Regions from separate parts of the Sus scrofa genome. Here region 1 is linked to region 2. The links are chromatin contacts, called in public HiChIP or PLAC-seq maps. All regions are on one chromosome and are shown on one strand. The core of a region is the stretch at or near the end of the contact, and the rest is flanking DNA. Distances in the headings are between cores, read along the strand shown. Region 1 overlaps SEMA4B (semaphorin-4B). Region 2 overlaps ZNF710 (zinc finger protein 710).

Region 1 (3,907 bases), core at 1,401-3,900, 170 kb before region 2:
TCTTGCAGCACATTGAACGGGAAGCCATCGTCAGGCCGCGAGCACAGCAGCTGGGCCTTCAGGAAGGAGGTCCAGCGCTGCTGCAGGACCCGCTCGCCCCCCTCGTCGCCCTGAGACGGAGAGGCTGGGCTTAGGTACAGCGGGGCTTGGATGCTGGTGCCCCTTGACGGCCCCCCCACCCCTGAGCAGTGGCTGAGACGACTCCAGGAAGGGCCTGACAGACACACAGCCAGGCCTGGGTTCCACTTGAGAGCGAGATTTGAGGTGGCAGCATACAGGTGCCCTCACCAGGCGGCTGGCTATGAAAATGACAGTGCCCAAGTTCCTGTCGTGGCTCAATGGTAATGAACCCGATGAATACCTGTGAAGATGCAGATAACATCAATCCCTGGCCTCGCTCAGTGGGTTAAGGATCTGGCATTGCCGTGAGCTGTGGTGTAGGTTGCAGACGTGGCTCAGATCCCATGTTGCTGTGGCTCTGGCATAGGCCAGCAGCTGCAGCTTCCATTCCACCCCTAGCCTGGGAAGCTCCGTATGCCACGGGTATGGCCCTAAAAAGACAAAGAAGAAAGAAAAAAAATGGCCATGCCACCTTCACTGTGGGAAGCCAAGGAAAGGGCGCCAGGGAGGATATCGCCAAACTTGGAGAGATGTCTCAGCTCACCGCTAAGCAAACAGGAGAGCTAAAGAATCACATTACAGTATAACTCTTGTCTGTAGATGGGGTTTTTGTTTGTTGGTTTGTTTGTTTTTGCTTTTAAGACCACACCTGTAACATATGGAAGTTCCTGGGCTAAGGGTCAAATCGGAGCTGCATTGGCCAGCCTATGCCACAGCCACAGCAATGCTTGATCCTTAACCCACTGAGTGAGGCCAGGGATTGAACCTGCACCCTCACGGATACTATCAGATTCGTAACCCACTGAGCTACAACGGTAACTCCTATTTTCACATTTCTTAAATATTAAAAAAAAAAAAAAAAAAGTGATATTTTAACTCAAAAGGAGAGAGAGAAAAGCCAGTGGCCAAGCATTTCCTCGTGAAGGCCAGGAGAAGGCCACTGGTAGGTAGGGAGCCTTCTGATCCTGAACCTGGAGCGTTTGGGGCCCCCGGGGTGCCTGGGCCCCCTCACCTTGCACACACGGGCGATGCGAGACACAATGGTATTCTCAAAGAACTCAAACTCCTGGCCGGTCTCGCTGAAGAAGAAGTAGATCTTGTCGTCGTCCCCTTGCAAGCTGCCCAGGCTCTCAGGAATATAGGCTGAGGCCACGAATGCTGGGTCTGTGGGGGCCAAGGGGAGCCTAGTCAGCCCGGTAGGCCCAGGGCCCCTGCCCTGGGGACCCTGTGACGGCCCACTGTGGGGGTGGGGAGGACTTCACCTTGTAGCCAGTTGAGGGAGCTCTCGGTCTTGGTGGGGCGGAGGCTTTGGCTCCGGGAGATGGCCGGGTCATTCCCCTGGAAGCTGCTGACGGTTCCAGAGTACAACTCGCCATCTGCCAAGAGAACATTCCCATGGGAAGAGGCCCTTGGCACGGCCCCTTCCCACTCAGGTCCTGGAGTGACCCAAGTGCTGCCCGCCGTGCTTGAGAAGGACAGAAGAGGGAGAGGAATAAGAAAAACCAACCCAAGGGCAGCCAGGGGTCACTGCACTCCCTGGGGATTGGCAGTGTGGACCCACCAGCTCTGCCCTGGGGCCCACCCTGCCTCTCTGCCCGTGCTCCCATCTGGAGCCTTAGGGAGCCCATTCTGCCCCCCTGCCCCCCAACACTCACCAACCACCAGGGCCGTGGACTTAAAATTGGGGTCAAAGGGACAGCGGCCCTTGCCATCCTCCAGGAGGCTGTTCCCTGCCTCATCCTGGGCCAGAGTGAAGTTCTCCACATTCTGCAGGGGAGCAGACAGGGAGCTCAGGGGCAGGCCAGGGAGCAAGTGGGCTCTACAAGGGTACCCTGGGAAGGGAAGGGTCTAACGGGCCATCCTCTTCACCCTGGCATGCTGCTGGCTCCGTCTTGAGGTGACCCTATGTGGTGGCCACTGTGGCCCCACTTGGCAGAGAGGAAAGGAGGCTTAGAAGGGTGATGTGAGCCATGAAAAGGCATTGACATGATTCAAATCCAGGTATGTCTGACTCCCAAGCTGGTGCTCCAACCCACAGCCTCGAAATGCCACCCTCTGTGAAGGTGTGTGCATGTTGAGGAAGGTAGACAAGGTGGGCTGGCGGGGAGTGAGAGCAAGGGAGAGGGCCGGAGGAAGCGAGAGGGCGCAATGGTGGGGTGGCCAGGATCTTTGTGCCCGGGGAACCCCACTGCACCACTCCCATCCCCTGCAGACCAGCCTGGTCATCAGGGCTCGGGGGGCGGGGGGGGGGGCAGGGGGCAGGACTGGTGCCAAGAAGCCTTCTACTGAACTCTGCCCGTCACCACCAGCTCCCTGAGTCAGAAGGAAGGGCAGTTCCCAGGCCAGCCGCAGGCCAGCCTGGCATGAGGAGGGTACTCACAATGTAGGTGCACACGGGGCTGAAGGCCGCTGTGCCACAGGTGAAGAGGTGGCTGCTGTTGAGAGGCAGGAGGATCTTGATGTAGTTTTGACAGTCCCGCTGAAGGAGGGAACAGGCTGTCAGGCCCAAGCCAGCCACCAGGGGGCACCACTGAGCCCTCCTCACCAGACCCAAACGGGGCTCCCTCTGGAGGCCTCTGCTCCCCAGCACTCAAATCCTGGAGTGATGGAAAATCTAGGAGCTTTGTGGGGCAGAAGGAGGAGCACAGAGTGTGTGTATGCAGGAGGGGGACCTTGGAGCTCAGCTAGTTCTGTGTCTGGAAAACTCTGCTTCGGTCTACAGTCAAGGGCACAGAATCCTTCCTTTTTTTTTTTTTTTTTTTTTCCTTTTTTGGCCTCACCACGGCACATGGAGTTCCCCGGCTAGGGATCAGATCCAAGCTGCAGCTGCAGTGGCAACACCAGATCCATAACCCACTGTGCCAAGACCAAGGATCAAACCTGCATCCCAGGGCTCCCAAGACACCGCCAATCCTGTTGCACCACAGGGGGAGCTCCCATAATCCCTTCCTTTTGATGAGCTGCCTTGTTCCCACTTGGTGAGGAAGCTAAGCCCAGAGCAAGAAGAAACACGCACCTTGAACCCTGGACCCCAGAATTGTGGCTTACCTCCACAAAGGTACCTAACAGATATCTATCAGCTTCTCATTGTTCCCCCAAACTCTCTCCTCTGAGACCCTTCCCCTTTCATTTAAAGGCAACTTTGGGGGAGTTTTTGCCGTGGCTTAGCAGTAATAAACCCAACTAGTATCCATAAGGATGCAGGTTTGATCCCTGGCCTCACTCAGTGGGTTAAGGATGCAGTGTTGCCATGAGCTGTGGTATAGGTCACAGGTGAGGCTCGGATCCTGTGTGGCTGTGGCTATGGTGTAGACCTGCAGCTGCAGTGCTTATTCGACCCCTAGCCTGGGAACCTCCATATGCCGTGGGTGCAGCTAAAAAAACAAAAAAACAAAAGAAAGAAGGTAACTCTGTCTTCTAAGTTCCTCAGGCCCCACACCTCACAGCCAGCCTGAATTCCTCCTCTCTCAACACGCCCCATTTTTCTATCAGGAAGTCCCGGTGACCTCGTCTTCAATATATATCCAGGTACGGGTCATTTCTCACTTCTTTTACTGGTACCATCCTGGTCTGGACCACTATCATTTCTCGCCCCTCACCAGTCTCCCTCCCTCTGTGCTCAGCTTTTGAAGGCTGCTCTCCACCACGACCCCCAGGGTGGCCCCTTAAAAAGGCATGGCAGACCACCTTACTTCCCTGCTCAGCCCCTTGGTTCCCCAAACACCTTCCTCAGAGAGAAATCCACCATTCTGTTCCCTCTCCAGGTGAACTCCTTCACCTCCTTCTA
Region 2 (4,379 bases), core at 869-3,368:
GAAAACGCCTCTGTTTCCCAAGCCTGGTCACAAACGCAGAACCACCCCCCCTCCCCCCGACACACACACACACACCCAACCCTGCCAGGAACGAGCTACCTTCAAAGGACAGGCTCCCCTTTCATCTCCAGGCCAGGCGCTACTGGTGCCTTAATGTGGTGTCAAGAGATGGTCTTGCCCAAACTGGAAAAACCTGATGGGCAGCCAGGCCTGCTCTGGCAGGCGTGGATTTGGCAGCAGGTGTCTTAAAGAGGCTGGCAGGGGCCAGGTGGGCAGTGGTAGCCTTCCCAGCCTGGCCCCAGGACCTCCAGGCTGGTCGACGGTGCACAGGATGGTGTCTGCTCGTCAGGTATCTCCATCCCTTCCCTGCCGTCAAATGTCTCCAGAGGCCATATCTGCGAGTTCCATCCAGACCCAGAGGGAGGACACAACCCCTTCCAGCCTCACTTCCCCAAAGAAACCTCTTCCCTGTGCTTCATCTCTCACCCCCAAGGCCTGTCACCAAACCCATGCCTCTCTTCAGCCCTGCAACGTTCCCTGGATGTCAGGCCTTCACTCAATCAACACTGGCCTAAAACACCAAGGATTGGATCACTCGGCTCCTTGGAGCCATCTAACCTGCTGCCAGCTTCCTGTCAGCTCCAGTTTTCAGGCCTCCTCTCCAGGACTCCAGGGCGGGCTGGGGCAACACCAGGCAACTGCGAGGTGATGCTGCATGTGACCTGGGCCTTCCTCCTTGTGCTCGGCCCTTGCCCAGGTTCCCACAGTCTCCTCAGGCCCTCCCTGGGTCAGGCAGGCCAGGCACCCAGGCCACAGGGGAGGGAGGCCTGGGGGGTCCACATCCACCCCTGGTCCTCACCCAGGGCCTCCCTGGGGCCAGGCAGAAAGGGGGAACATCCATGCCCAAGGCCATGTCTGCGTCCTGCTGGCTGTAGCACCAGGCCTGCAGCCAACCATTAAGGCTTTCTGGGCAAGAACTGCCTGACCTGTGATGAACAACTCCCTCTTGTCTGCAATCCCTTCTTTTTCTTCGGCGGGGGGAGGGGGGGGATGTGGAAGTTCCCAGGCTAGGGGTCAAATCGGAGCTGCAGCTACCAGCCTACACCACAGCCACAACCACGCCAGATCCAAGTGGCGTGTGTGACCTACACCACAGCTCACAGCGACGCTGGATCCTCAACCCACTGAGAGAGGCCAGGGATCAAACCTGCGTCCTCATGGATGCTAGTCGGATTCATCTCTGCTGCCATAGGGGGGACCTCCCTGAAACACCCTTCCCTCTCGAAGTGGAAGCCAGAGGAAGTTGGAGCCCTGGGGGGGGGGGGTTCTTTTTTTTATACATTTAGAGTGCGGGGAAAAATGAAAAAACATTCACATTTTTCTTTCCTCAAATAAACCGACTACTCTAACTCATCCCGTCCCTTGAAAACAGAAGCGCTATTCAAAAAGAAAACGGCAAAAAAGGAATTTTTTGAAAAAGGAGGCAAAAAGAAAAAAAAAAAAAAAGGAGCTGAATAGAAGAAGAAGAAAAGGCGCAAAAGAGGAGGAGAAGAGAGCGTCCCGAGGGCGCCGAGGATGAAAGGCGAGAGGCGAAGGGAAGGGGAACAGGGGTACAAAGGCAAGAGGGAGACAGGAGCTTTGAAGAGAGAATGTTCCAGTGTGAGGACAGCGTGTGGGGAGAAGGGGGCGCTTGAAAAGGAGCAGCCCACGCGGTGACCCCCATTCACAGAAGGTGCCAATCACGGGGACAATGCAGACCCTTCTTCCTTCCTCCTTCTCTCCTTTCTGGGGAGGGAGGGAGAGGCTGGGAACCGCAAGTTAATTCCTAAAAGTACAAAAACATAAATGCAGTTCCCCTGGAGAAGCATCTGAGGGCTCCTTTAAAGGTGTCCCCCGAAGCTCACTCCACCCCCAGAAGGGCTCCCCCCCGGCGAGTAGGGGGCACAGGCTGGATTCCATTCGGTGCCGGGGGAGCCAGGGCCGTGACCGAGGCCACGCTGACACCTCGGGTGAGGCCGGGCCTCCTCAGGCAGCTCGGCCTTCTCGGTTCTCCTGCTCTGGCCTCAGAGTCGAGGGCCGGGATAGGAGGGCTGAGGAGGAGGATCTGACCGAGGCAGCTGCTCTGGCTGGAGGCCAGCCTGGGCCGTGGCTGCTCTGTCCCCAGAGGCAGGGCACGCTCAGGAGGAAAGTGAACGAGCAAGTGATGACATTTTGAATCAGGCCTGGACCGGTGTCTTCTCCTGGGAGGGGTTCAAGGAAGCCTGCTGCCTTCTCAGGCCAGGCCCTCACTCTGGGAGGGTGAGAGGGTGGCAGGTTTGTCCTTTCCACTGGCTGTCAACTGTCAGATCAGTGCCCTTACAAGGGAGGGGCCTCTTCGGGCACTGGGGTCTCATCACTGATCAGCGATCCCTGAGCTGGCTGAGATTGAAGGCTAAAAGACATGGAGGTGCCCCAAACAAGACCAGATCCCGCTTCTGAAACAGGCCTGGATTTCCACTCTCCTGCCCTCCTCCTGCGGGCAGACATCCGTGATGACAGGGTGTCTACCATGTGTGGGGTCCCTGCTGAGCTCCAGGGCAAGCAGCACTCAGGAGGGTCCTGGCTGTCAGTCCAGGGACCCACCAGCTCTCCCAGGGTCCCTCTGAGGTCACAGGGAACATCCCTGGCTCCCCTCTGTCTTCCCTTCTCTTACTCTTCCTGTCTTTCAACATCCAATGAGTCGTGACAGAACCTGAAATGGGGTCACCTTTATGCAGAGGTTTCCTTTTCCTTCTGATCAACCGAACGCTGGATAATGAGAAACGCCTGGGAGCAGAGAGGCTGCGTGGAGGAAGACTGATTGGTTTATTGATTGATTGATTGAGCGAGCCTCAACCTCACTCTCTATTGAGCAATCAGTCTATGCGGAGCTCGGTGCTCGGTGGCATGGGCTGGGATTATAACGGTGACGAGGACCAATCCGAGGCCTTGAGATGCTAGAGGCCAATCTAGCGGGGAGGGGGTTGAGGGTGAGGGTGGGGGCGGGGGTAGGGTGCAGCACAGACCCGGGAATAAAAGCACTGCCTTTGCTGGCTTTACCTAGGAAAGGCTGTTGTGAAGTTGGAACAGGCTCAGCAGGGCCTCCAGACCCAAGCAAGGGAGCCAAGAGAAGGGGCACGTGGAAAATGGGAGCACAGGGCCCGAAAAGTCACTGAGCCACTCCTGCATTTCAAGCCAACAAATGCAAATTCCAACTAATATTTATTGAGCACTTTCGAGGTGGCCACCAGCTCCTGTGTAATCCTAGGGAGACAGTGAACTGGCCCCAGCCCAGTAACTCCTGGTGTGGGGGAGAAACAGGCAAGAAGACAGGTGATAGCCTTAGAGCTGCTGTGAGGGCGGTGGTAGGGCGAGAACAGGGGCTGGAGGGCCCAGAGGAGGTGCAGCTTTGGAGAGGTGGAGGAGAGTGGGTTAAGGGAGGCCTTATCAGAGGAGGTAGCATTGAATATGAACTGAATTTTCATTTGTTTGAAGAAGTCTTTAAAGAATTTCACGGTGAGACCCCAGTGTCTAGAAAAAAGAAAGGAATTGATTAATGACCTAATTGATAAAACATCTGCTAGATCTTTCGGTGTATTGAGAATAATCAGATATAGAGAAAACCAAGTAGGGGAGAACAATAATTTTTTTTTTTTGTCTTGTCTTTTTTTTAGGGCCGCACCTGTGACATATGGAGGTTCCCAGGCTAGGGGTCTAATCAGAGCTGTAGCCACTGGCCTACATCACAGCCACAGCAACGCAGGATCCAAGCCGGGTCTGCAACCTACACCACAGCTCACGGCAATGCCGGATCCTTAACCCACTGAGCGAGGCCAGGGATCGAACCCGCAACCTCATGGTTCCTAGTTGGATTCGTTTCCGCTGTGCCACGATGGGAACTCCGAGAGCAACAATTAACTTTTTAAAGAAGCGATAGCTCAGTGCTAGGCTCAGTGGTTAAGAGTATTTATATGGCGAATTTACCCCCAAATCGTGATAGAATATTAGCAGGAAAGGCAATAATACAGAGGCATGAGGTAGTGTGCAAAACGGATAAATTGAGAAGCAGTAGGATAAAATAAACTTTTTTCTAGAATGTGGAATAACAGGAGGAACTAAAGGAACTGAAAAGGATGGAGGACTGGAGTTGGGACAGTGGGTGGGAGGCCCATGGCTTTATCCCTATAAGCCCATCAGTAATATTTTGACATAAACAAAGACGCGTATTGATTCCTTCGATAAAAAAACAAAATTAAAAACAAGCAAACAGGCCAAAAAGGCTGGGCAAAGGAGTAACTGTTAAATCAAACTGAGATCACTCTAAACTACCTGGAGCAACTCAGCCGAGAAACAGAAAGGGC

The links. HiChIP or PLAC-seq counts read pairs in DNA pulled down with a chosen protein or histone mark.
Region 1: a contact with region 2 is called in an H3K27ac HiChIP or PLAC-seq map of skeletal muscle. The contact joins two enhancer-like sites. A contact is called at or near these places in 2 of 2 datasets of contacts at active chromatin or transcription factors (alveolar macrophages and skeletal muscle).

What each region holds. Positions count from the first base shown.
Region 1 is chr7:55,784,379-55,788,285 of Sscrofa11.1, reverse strand. It overlaps SEMA4B (semaphorin-4B), which reads right to left. Exons shown (of 15, transcript XM_021098977.1): 5 at 2,501-2,599; 6 at 1,776-1,887; 7 at 1,383-1,496; 8 at 1,133-1,284; 9 at 1-110. Among named protein-coding and RNA genes, the nearest start is that of CIB1, 12 kb to the left of the region's middle. Within about 2 kb of position 2,650, at least 22 of the 83 cell types and tissues checked have an H3K27ac peak or open chromatin away from gene starts, as enhancers often do. A contact at or near this core is called in skeletal muscle, where this site is marked.
Region 2 is chr7:55,615,735-55,620,113 of Sscrofa11.1, reverse strand. All of the region lies in intron 1 of ZNF710 (zinc finger protein 710), which reads right to left. Among named protein-coding and RNA genes, the nearest start is that of ZNF710, 45 kb to the right of the region's middle. Within about 2 kb of position 2,118, at least 36 of the 83 cell types and tissues checked have an H3K27ac peak or open chromatin away from gene starts, as enhancers often do. A contact at or near this core is called in skeletal muscle, where this site is marked.